Regions from separate parts of the Bicyclus anynana genome. Here region 1 is linked to region 2. The links are chromatin contacts, called in public Hi-C maps. All regions are on one chromosome and are shown on one strand. The core of a region is the stretch at or near the end of the contact, and the rest is flanking DNA. Distances in the headings are between cores, read along the strand shown.

Region 1 (6,306 bases), core at 2,549-5,048, 36 kb after region 2:
TGTCAGATAAACAATGTATGACGAAATACTGCCTCTTCACACTAAGAACGTTTGTTGGGCGAGTGAATAAACGCACAAGCACGTGTCACGGTCGTATATCGAGAAGTACAGAATATAACTGATAACCCTATAATGTATGTTTAGGCTGTACAAGTAACTTTCTTGTCTGATTTTATATTGTAATACCATTCAAAGGAATTGTATATTGTACGCCTTTATGAAGAGCTTGCAACGAAGCACTGCTCTTTGTAGTCTGTTTGACGTCAACTAATACTAATTGTTGAATAATACTACGCTTTTGGGTGCAGTGTTTTCCCTGTTTCAGCATCTTGGAACCTAAATTTATAAACCACGTATATCTCCATTGTCACTTAGTTTTTTGTTGAGCTATATGAGGGACTTTGGTTCTTCTGTTCTTTTTAACTAATTTAATCTCGTTTTTTATGATTATCCATCGTCCTCTGAGTAACTAAGTTTTTCCTAAATAACACACTCAAGAGCGTTGTCATGCGATATGCTCTATTACAATATCAGCATATCAAGATAACTGCAAAATTAGTTACTATTTTTTTTTACGCAATGCTTTCACGAGTATCTGTACTAATATTATAAAGCTGAAGAGTTGTTTGAACGCGTTAATCTCAGGCACTACTAGTCCGATTTGAAAAAGCCTATAGGCTATATTTCATCCCCGTATTCCTACGTAAACGGGAACCACGCGGGAGAAACCGCGCGGACTCTTCTAGTGAGTAAATAAATTAAAAATCGCTGTAAGTGTGAATGGTCAGCAAATGATAAGTGGGCATTGAGTCGGTGTCGTCATGAGCGTACATGATAATACATTAATTGACGTTTCAATGACTTCAATTAGGTGCAGTTACTGCGTACTACCATACCAACTGATACTATTCGGGCTGATACAATATAAAGTTTGAATGGCTATATGGGTCAAGGCATCCATTGAAATATGAGAGGTTTTAGATTTCGACCTCATTATATTACTACCTTTGAACTACCGAAGAGATTTCTGCTAGAAATAACTAAAAGACTTTAATTTTAATAACAGAATAACCGCCAAGCGATTTAGCGTTCCGGTACAATGTGTAGAAACCGAAAGGAGTGTGGACTTTCATCCTCCTCCTATAATTTTGCTCGCTTCCATCTGAGACTGCATCATCACTTACCATCAGGTGAGATTGTAATCAAGGTCTATCTTGTAGAGAATAATAAAGAAACAGCCTTTTGACCTTTGTCATTTTATAAAAGTTGAGGTTTTGCTGACCTCTCTGGTACAGTTGGTAGAACTATGATTCTCAACAGCGAGGACCTGGGTTTGATTCCCTAGAAGGATCAGTTATTTAATATTTTCTGAATTGTCTCAGTTCTAGTCCGATGGTAAGCTTTGTACGTCTTCTGCTCCTTCCAAGTTAGCCGGCTTCCATCTTAGATTGCATCGTCACATAGAGGTCGCAGTCAAGGGCTGATTTGTCACAGAATAATAAAAAAAATAACTCAGATAGCTATGTTGTTTGGACCGTGGTAGTTTTGGGAGCCAGTAGGTTTCAAGGAAAACGTTTTACAAAGTTCCGACCTATGTCCATCAACTTGAGTCGTAAACGTTAAGCCTTATCATCATCATCATCATTATCAGCCGATGGACGTCCACTGCTGGACATAGGCCTCTTGCATGAAATTCCAAACCCAACAGTCTCGAGCCGCCAGCATCCAGCGGCTCCCTGCAACCCGCTGCGACCAACAGCGCTTTCCGCTGCGGGGTCGCCATTCCAGCACCTTGGAACCCCAACGTCCATCGGCTCTTCGAACTATGTGGCCTGTCCATTGCCACTTCAGCTTCGCGACTCGCTTAACTATGTCAGTGGTTCGTCTGCGTTCAGATCTTCGCATTTCTGATTCGATCACGTAGAGAAACTCTATCGCCCCCTGAGTGACTTTGAGGCCTATAGTCAGCGACCAAGTCTCGGATCCGTTATTGCATCTGAAAACATGCACTTCAGGCCGAAACACGGCAATAGTAGCACTTCCCTAGACTAGTTATGTCGAAAAAGGTTTGATACTATACTTACTTACTTATAAATCCTCGTAAACCTTTACGATTGGATTCTGAATAATTAAATTCTACTGAATACCATTTAATAGCCAATAAGATACTGATCGATGATACACTCGTAGATAACCATTTTGAAAGTCATAAATGAGTGTACTCAACAGTACCTAAACAACAAAGCAATTGTTATTTCTCAGTAATTCTACTGACTGATAATTAAGGAAAACTTATGAAATACACGTAAGTAATAGCTATTATATATAGAGATGAAGAGTTTGTTTGTTTCGTTAAATGACTAATCTCAGAAACGACTGGTTTGAGTTTAAAAAAAAATTTTTTGTGTTATATTGCCAACGACATTATATTGTGCCTAAAAGCCCATTTATCGAGGTCCATAGATAGGAGACCAATGAAAGTAGTTGCTAGCAGTGGCGTGCACTTCATAGATGCATACCCTAAGGATTAATTACGTATGTACCTGTTTTGGAGGAGGAACTTTTCATTTTGTGCAATTTGTACCTATAGTGCATACCCTAGTTAATAGCCTTATGCAGGCCACTTTGCTAGTTTAGGTATAATTATATAATTAAGTTACATATATGTCTCACGCTTCAGTCTTTGTTTTATTCTCCCCAGTCTAGGTCTTTAGCTTGAAGAGGAAGACCATTAGTTAGCGAAGTCGTAAAAAGCAGTTACTGTAATACAATAATAATTAACTATGTTGCACTAAATCGTTTGAAATTCAAAGGCTTCACGAAAACACCAATTCGTCCATTTATTCGTAGAAAAATACCATTGCCGACTGGTTTGTCGCTATTACATCGCGGTCACGTTCGGCTTGTTGCTAAAACAGGATTATTTCGTATCGCAATTCGTCGTCACGGTCGGTTACCTAACTTTTACAATTCTATGGTTTTGGTGAACGCGAGCTTACTCGTCTGCCATTTATGGTCATTGCCATCGCTAGACTCGGTCGAATAACATTATAGAACTAGCTGACGCTCGCTACTTTGTACGCGTGAAGTTTTTCACAAATCCCGCGGGAACCATAGATTTTTCCGGGATAAAAAGTATATGCTGCTCTATAACCTCCTCGATCTTCCAGTGAATGTTCATTTAAAATCTGTTCAGCTGTTCCATTAGCCCGGACAAACAGACATACAGATAGACAGACAAAATTTTTAAAAAGCTCATTTGTGCTTTAGTGTCGTGTACATAACTATTCCAAGGTGCTGGAATGGCGACCCCGCACTAGAAAGCGCATTGTTGGTCGACCCCCTACTAGGTGAACTGACGAAATCAAGCGAGTCGCAGGGATTCACTGGATGCAGGCGGCTCAGGATTGCGTTGTTTGGAAGTACCTACAAAGGGTCTTTGTAGGGGCTGCAGTGGACGTCCAACAGCTTATAATTTAGATGATGAGGACATAACTATAGGCACTTGAAAAATAGAGTAGGTAGCAAGTTGGCAATTATATAGAGCTTGAACGGTGGTGGCAGATACGTGTAGATGAAGGTTAAGCAAAGCAATTTTAAAATAAATGTAGGATGAGGAAACCTCTTCGCATGTCCAGAGGATATCGATACGCAACGGTCTTCTTACGATACTCAAAGGCGAGCTTAGACCACAATCGATTAAATTCCAACAGACTATCGATTTCATAACCAGTTGGATAAGCGTTATCGACATATGGGCCTCACTACTCATGCGTAAACGTGGTAGTCGAGCCTACTTTCCTAACGGGCCATATTTCATCTCTTTTCAACGTGGTACAGTCTCCACCTGTCCTGCTCTACGTGGGTGTAGACGGTCGAGGTTAAGCAAAAAGGTGGGAAGGCTGATAAGGCCCTTAATTGTGTACTCTTTGTTGATGGAATTCCATCCTCTCAATATGTTGTTAGGGAGCCTCGTCGGTGTCAATTAGAGGATATTGTCAGCAATTATGAATGGAATAAGGATCATTATGCTTTAGCTAACGATGTTTGCTGTGTTATGTATAATTATGCATCGAAAGTGTTATTTTGTAAATGGTTGCTTATGGAAAAAAAATTATAGCATACGAGTATATTAGGGGTAACGAAATTAAAAGGAAAACTATACAGAAACTTAGATAAGCAACTTTTTATTCAAAATCCATATTTTGAACTTATAAAATGTAAGTATGTTTTGGAGAGAGAAAATTGCGTATAAATTCCGTTGAAAATTAGTGATTAAAGTTGTTAGTAACAGACATTTATTAAAATAAAAGTATGGAAGAAGTGTTTAGGGAATGAATTATTTTTAAGGTCTGTGAAAATCCATTCTAAATGTTTATCAAAATTTTACAGGCAAATAGATAGAGTCAGTGAAAAATCTATCCAATAATATACTACTTATTTACTCTAACAAAAAAAGTGTACATAATTAAAATCAAATAATATAAATCGCCAAGAATTAAATGGTCGATCCAAAAAGAGGAGGAAAGTTGTTCCCAACAGTAAAAAAACACAATCAATAAATTTTTTAATAGCTATTTATTGCATAACTGCATAAATAATTGTAGTCTGTGTTCACCTAGATTTTGGCGTTCCCTCTTATATCACAGACAAACAAGTTTAAATTATTTATTGATGAAGATATAGATTGGTAAATTGGTAGGTAGGTAAGTGTATGGCAATTGAGATGTTACGCAATCATCAGAATGACGACATTACGAAATGTGTTTCTTGAACATTATTCGATTTTTGATGTTTTGTGTGCAAGATCATTAAAAAAATTGTTATTTATTTGTTTTGTTGTTATTTTTTCGTTTGAGGACCATTCAAACAAGTTACCGTTTTCAGCTGATTAACCATAAGACATTATCATCGTAATCCCGCCAACTTTGGACCAGCGTAATGACACAACTCCTTCATCCCGTCTCCTAAAAGGAGGGATGTCTGGCACTGTATTTGACGCAGATAATGATGATGAACTAGGTATTGAAGATGAATACGAAATTCTCTGAACAGTGGATCTTGTCTTTTTTATGCAATATAGGCTTGCGCTTGACTACAATTAATCCTGATTTTGATGCGCATTACTGAAGCAGTAATGCGGTCTAAGTTGGAGCGCGCTTACCTATAAGATGCCTATTCATTCTTGCTTTGAAGATGTATAAATTATACGTGTCAGGAAACACACTATAGGCAATAGGCTATAGGTGTCATGAGAAGGCTTCAGAATTTTAAAATGTTCTCTATTCGAGGTTCAGGCTACTCAGTGTGTGATGGAGAGAAATGTTCTATGCCTTTTCCATCAGCGTGATTACTATGATCAAATCAGATATGAAGAGACCCACAGAAAAAAGCAAACTTTGCTTCTTTTCAATGCATCTACGAGTCTCAAAGCCGTGATAGCCCAGTGGATAACTCTACCTCCGATGCCGGAGGGTGTGGATTCAAATCCGACCCGAGTCGATTCGAGCTCAGCAGAGAGCCGAATATGGGTTGATAATGATGACGAGTCTCAAAGCTGAAGTGGCAATGTGGTGAATTTCAATCGGCCTCATCGGTGATGGACATTTAGAGGAGTATACTGGCACATATTACCCATACCCGCATGACACATGATGGATAAAATCCTTGATTCGTAACCATAATGTATTACAAAACGTTTCATAAATTCTGTGAACTTGCTGAGTGAAAGTTGTTTTGTAGAATTTTTCGCAACGTAGATTGGAGACACGATAAAATTCGCACCTAAATAAATAAATTACCTACTTAATCATTTTAATTTTTTTTATTTTACCCATTAAATATTGGTATAGCAATTTTAAGTTAATCATTAATTGATTTGTATGAGGAATTCCTCGTAAAAAAGGGTTTCTAACGAGATCCTGGTAATATTAATTTGTCACTATGTTGTCGTCAATCAGTCTGAAATAGTACGTACACTAATATTTATATTATTTCATTTTCTAGTAATAATTTAAAATCTCAATTAGGTGTAAGTTAATAAATTTTTTGATCTAATTGAACGGCAGAAAAAGCTGAAACCGGTAAGTGGCTCAAGTATGCCTCTCTGACAGAGAGTTACATATTTGTACCTTTTGGCGTGGAGACCCTTGGGCCATGGAGTCGCAGTGCCAAAAAATTTTTCCGTACCATTTCACCGCGGCTAGTTGCCTCGACTGGTGACAGAAGGGCTGGCTCATTTTTTGCGCAAAGGATCAGCCTGGCTGTCCAGTGCGGAAATGCAGCCAGTATTCTTGCCACCATTCC
Region 2 (5,941 bases), core at 222-2,721:
GTCTATTTCATCTACGACTAACGTAAACATGCTCTAAAAAATTTAGTCTAAATGCACGCGCACGTCGGCACGCATCAGTCGAAGTCGCCCGGGAGAAGGTACCAACTAACATAGTTTCATATCAGTAATATAAAAGAGTTAAAGCGGTTCTGGAATACAATGACTGGTCCGACGGAGGTCGTTCCCCGCGTCGGCTGTGGGTAATGGAATGTCGGCGCGCGGCCGCTCCCGGCGCTCTTTGTGCGGACGGGCAGGTAGCCCGCCGCGAGCACGTCTCCGCACTGCCGCGACGCGGCTACACTGTGTCCTTGCCTTCGAACTTCTTCGCCAGGTCGCCCATCAGCTCCTTGTAGATCAGCGGGTCGATGTTCTTGCCGAGCTGGTACAGCACGAACCAGTCTCCTATCTGCAGCTTGCGAGCGACGGTCTCGACTTGCTCCTGCGGGGCGAGCCGGCTGCGCGCCCGCAGCAGGTACAGGCGCACCCGCGGGCCCGCCACCACGGCCGCGCGGTAGATCAACGAGATGCCGCTGAGAATCGACAAGATGATGAACCAGAACCACAGGAACACGTAGATCTTTTCGTTGACGATGTTCAGCGGCAGGACGCACAACCCGTCGAACTTCTGCACGGTTCCCGATGGACCGTATTTGTGGAAGGTGCATTTCGTCACTTTAGGAAACACTCGCGCCATCGGGTCCTCTCTCTCTTCAGGTTCCATCTCCGTAAAGCGTACGACATCTCGGCCGTACGTCGAGAACTCTCCGTCCAAGAAAAAGTCCATAAAGTATATTTGTCCTACCACATTTATAAAATTCAATACTTCACAAATAAAGAAGCGGAAGGCGTAAAAATTTTGTGTGTGTAAGTTCGTAAAAAAATAGTCGACTAGCAATTTCTTTCGATCAGCTTTGCAATCCTCGCCGACTACCGGACAATTCAAATCCAGCACGAGCATTTTTACGCGTCCTCCTTCCCATGTCTTCCACAGATAACGGGGCACATAAAACAGAATGGCTTGAAAGAACAACACAAAACACACCCACTGGTAATATTTGTGATATTTCATCTCGTCCTGTCCATCGACGTGAGACGCGACGCCGGGCTGTGCGAAATCCTTGCCCACGCGCCCGACCAGTCGGTTCGGAATCGTGAACGTCGAGTAGATCCAGCAGTAGGTGTCCATGACGGCATACGGGATTTCATCGACGATGCAGTCGATGGGGTCCCCGATGTACTGCCGCGACGTGACGAGCAGCGAGAAAGCGATTAGGATGATCACGGTGGCCTTGTAGTGCAGACGGAACACATTGTTGTCGATGCACACCGAGTCGAGCTTGAGAAGGCCCTTCACAGAGCCGAAAACGTCAAACATGGCGGTTGAACTAGCCGCGGGCGCGCGGCGCGTCGATCGCGGTAATCGAGGAGTCGGGCGTGCGCTTCGCCCTCGTGCCGAGTGCGGAATGCTGGTGGGGCGAGGCTGCAGCGGGGGGCTCGCGAGGCGCTCAGCGGGGAGGGGGCGCGCCCCCCGCACACGCAGTCGCAGTCTTGGGCTCGGGGCTCCTCGCTCGGATCAACGACACAGCACTGACCCTATTTCCACCTATATTCGTGGCGTCATCTGGTAGCCGCCGCCGCTAGCTACGCATCTCAAAACAAGCATTAAAATTACTCGTGGCATTACGGACGGCGGGCACAATTAAATACGCACTTATCTATTGATTGCATCATTTAACGAGTTGCCGATGAGATGCCAGTGTGGTTCGTGAGGATTTTCGGGTGGTCAAGAAATTGTTGTAGAAATTTTACAATTTTTGGTTTCCTAAATATACGGTCAATTTCCACGACTATTACTTATAGTCTTCATTGCTGTCCAATATCTTAAAAATACTTTGGAACATTGATCGTTATATTAACATAATATATTTACAGGGGCTTTAGTTATACGCAAGGGTCGATAAGCTTACTATTATCTCGAATTCCCCGTTATAAAGGGTGTAGAAATGTGGTAACCTATATTTGTACCCTTTTTAAAAATAAATGTTCAATGAATAGTTCAAACGTACAAAGTTACGTTCAAAGTACGTAAAACTTTTGTTCGACTAAATGGCAATTAAGTAGTCTAGGCCACCGACAAGTGCTGATTACTTAATAACAGAAGTTCATTTGTAAATTATGGGTTCTTTTTTCTGATTTATTAATGTTGTGAGCATGATTTTATTACTACTTAAACTCGAACACTTCACTTAAAAATATTTAACTGCCTTTGCCTGTCTACTTTTATAAAAATAACTCTCTTTATGCTAGGAAGATCTGTTATAAAATGAAATATCAAATTAACTTGGCTCTTTCACTGCTATGCACATTTCGTCTAAGGCCCATTGCCTAGTCTGCGACCTACCTATAGAATATACCTATGTATTAGGAAATGGGCGGTACCAGTGATGGTTTTAGAGGGTGGTAATCGCCCAGGCTACGTTCTAGCTGGAAACAACACTGAAATTTATTCAAAACAATTTTTTTTTTCATAAAATAGTATGACAAGCACTATAAATATTTAAAAAAAAATTCTCGTCATACTAATTTGATAAAATCATGTCGACAGTCATCAATCTTCGATCTTTAGCGAAGGGTTGCCAATTTTACCATGAAGCTACGAGTAAGTAAGTATGGCCACTGTGGATATGATAACTCATAATATTCTGTAGAAAATATGAAATTTATACTTCTATACTAATATTATAAAGAGGAAAGATTTCTTTGTTTGCATTGAATAGGCTTTGAAACTACTGAACCGATTTGAAAAATTCTTTCACTGGGAAGCTACAATATCCCCGAGTGTTATAGGCTATATTTTATCCCCGTATTCCAACGGGAGAGGGAACCACTCGGGTGAGACCGCGCGGCATTTGCTAGTATTAGATACATTTTATATTTGGGCAATAGAGGTCACCACAGTTCATAGATACTCTACAATCGCAACAGTTATGGTAGAAGCATGAACTTACAGCTTTTATAAAATGAGGAAGGTCCGGCCAGTACAGGCAGCCCAGTCTACAACTCTACGGAATAATGAGATCGCTTCACCCGTTCAGGAGCTATGGTGCTACAGACAGACAGACAGACACGTCAAACTTAAAACACCCTGTAGGTAGATACGTAAGTAATATACCTAAACAGGTCAAAAACAGAACCTGCGTTTGTGCTGTCGGTAAAAAAACGTTTACTCAAGGATTAGCCTCGAGGGATAAAAAATATTCATAAGAGCATACAGTAGGTAGGTAATGTACGGGTATTAAGATAAGTAGATGTAATTTGCTTAAGACCATCGTTTCTCGAAAGTCCTCACATTTAAGATTACTGAGAACTATTATGATTATTATCAGCTATTTATGAAGTTAAGTGTTTATACAAAATGTTCATTATTATCTTATGGTCTAAGATTATTATTAGACAAGGCAATATCCATTGGCGTATCTAGATTTATTATATAAAATAGGCCTGGGGTGGGCCTTGCCCCTGACATCAAGTCTATTATTAGTATCATAATAGAATAGTGATGATGACAGTTTTTTAAATTGTATATAAATTAAGAGTATGCTAATAGTAAAGCAATTTTGTAAAAGTAACAGGGTATCTGCGATCATTACTTTCGGAGCTACAGGGATTTAAAGGGTCAGATTTGCGGCGCTGCCGCGGATCCCTGAAAAACGCCCCATACAAAATGGTACGAGCTAATGACGTCGTAGGCAATTAATGATCGTTAGATTTGTATGGGCGTTTAAACAAAATTACTTATATCTTTGTTATTTCTGCGTTTATGTTTATAGTTTACATATTAAAAAATGTCACATTTAATGCAAGGAAGCTAAAACTGTATGAATTTTCATCTAATCACGATAAAATATTTTTAGTAGATTTTGTAATTTTATAATCTTATTTATTTTGCAAATATCCAGTCAACCTTTGCTTTTTTTGTATACATTAGTTAACATTGACCTTGTTTACCCGAATGCATCATAAAAATCAATATATTCAAACCTAGTCCATCCCTATTCCATCCCCATTCCATATCGGTAGGGCTGAATTCTAGGATGGGCACAAGTCCATTCTAGGGTGGGCACGGCCCACCCGGCCCACCCGCTATAGGTATACGCCTATAGCAATATCCTACATCTATGCGGGCAAATGCGGAATAGTGTCAACTAGCCTATTATAATTAACATCAGCTGAAAGTATCTAATAGTTAAACATTATCATTCTAAGCACGCCAACCCTTATCAGCGCGTTGGGTCTATATACAGTGGCGGACTTACAAATTTGCCGTCAGTAGGCTATTGAATTTTTGCAGCCCCTACTGAACTCTGAAATTCGATAGGTATCGATAGGTACAATATAATGTCGTTGGAATCAATACAATACCTTAAATTGTGTCAATAAAATTGCAAGTTTTTAATATTTTAGTAGGATTAATATAGGCCAAATTTTCCGCCCTCTAAAATCTGCCGCCCTAGGCTCCAGCCTACTTAGCCTACTACTTACACTACTTAATCCACCACTGTCTCTATAAGTTTTATGTCCACTCTTCTATTAGGACGGAGGCATGGCTTTAAAGCACAAGCCTAAGTAATTTTCCTCATTATCGGCCGTAGTAGGGCGATAATGAGGAAAATTACTTAGGCGGCCGCGTGGCGCAGTGGGTGACCCTGCTTTCTGCATCCACGGCCGTGGGTTCGATTTCCACAACTGGAAAATATTTGTGTGATGAGCATGGGTGTTTTAAAGTGTTTGTATGTATTTATACATTATATAAGTATTTATATGTAGTATATAATATATAATTGTATATTAATATTATAATATCAACTATCTTAGCACCTATAACACAAGCTACTCTGTATGCTTACTTTGGGGCTAGATAGTGATGTGTATTGTTTAAGTATATTTATTTATTTATATTTATTTATTTACTAAAGACTGAAAATGAGGAAAATTAGGCTTGTAACATACATGCGTGATGAAAAGCCACACTGAGGTGGTATGAGACGTGTTGGATTACAAAATGTTTATTCACTATTGAAAGTGTTTAAATTTATACGTATAAATGAAAAACAGATGATCGGATTAATAACATTGAAGAGAAATATTTCCGATTTTTCCGGGACATATTCTGATTATTGTGTTATAATGACTAACAAATTATCAATTTAAAATGAAACAGGTGCATCATTTGCTTGTTTACGTCATTATTCATTTCCTCAATTCACGGCGGAGTGGTGCCGAAGGTGTTCGCGTGAATATATGACATTATCACAATCTTATCACTCTTCTGATAGTGTTGCGGTGTCTTGACTGTGTTACGAGTACATCCGCGTGACGTCACTGCCCTCAAAAGATCATGTCATGACATCTCATGACTTGTAGACTGAGAGCTTACGAAAGCCAGAAAACTTATTTCATGAAAGTTGAAAAGGAAATGCCCATCTCCGGTCCTGGCCTACCCTAACCACACGGCAATTTATTTATTTAGTAATAAATCTACCTACTAATGTTAATTCAGACTTGTTCATATATATTCTATGCTTCAGTGGTGTTTCCAAGTCATGCTAACGTTGAACTGATGCAGTAGCATCAAGTACTCTTAGGGATGCCGAATTAGGAGAAAGTTTTAAAATTCTTTAAAATTTTTCATTTCTACGTAAAGTAGAGCAGATAGTGTTTGGGCTCGTAAAGTGTTAATTAGCAAAGAGGATCGTTAAGACACCGTTATGGCTATGAACTTTAAAAGTGTCTGTCGAATCCTTGAAACTATAATTATGATCGTATTAATTTACACGCTTTGGGTTATGGTAAATAAGTTTAAAAATAATAAGGTGCTTTCAGCGAAGGAGTAGGTTTTAGCTGCTTACTCATAATTAGTAGAAATACCAACAATGCAATG

What was found. Hi-C and Micro-C count contacts between places; a contact is called where the count stands out from the background.
Region 1: a contact with region 2 is called in a Hi-C map of whole larva, with 4 times the contacts expected there. The contact joins the enhancer-like site here to the promoter of LOC112055940 in region 2. A contact is called at or near these places in 2 of 2 Hi-C or Micro-C datasets (whole body and whole larva).

The regions. Positions count from the first base shown.
Region 1 is chr4:17,940,838-17,947,143 of ilBicAnyn1.1, forward strand. No RefSeq gene overlaps it. Among protein-coding and RNA genes, the nearest start is that of LOC112055539, 18 kb to the right of the region's middle. Within about 2 kb of position 3,799, at least 8 of the 8 cell types and tissues checked have open chromatin away from gene starts, as enhancers often do.
Region 2 is chr4:17,906,850-17,912,790 of ilBicAnyn1.1, forward strand. LOC112055940 (innexin inx2) reads right to left here and starts at 1,472. Exons shown (of 1, transcript XM_024096236.2): 1 at 1-1,472. The coding sequence starts at 1,375. The coding sequence ends at 296.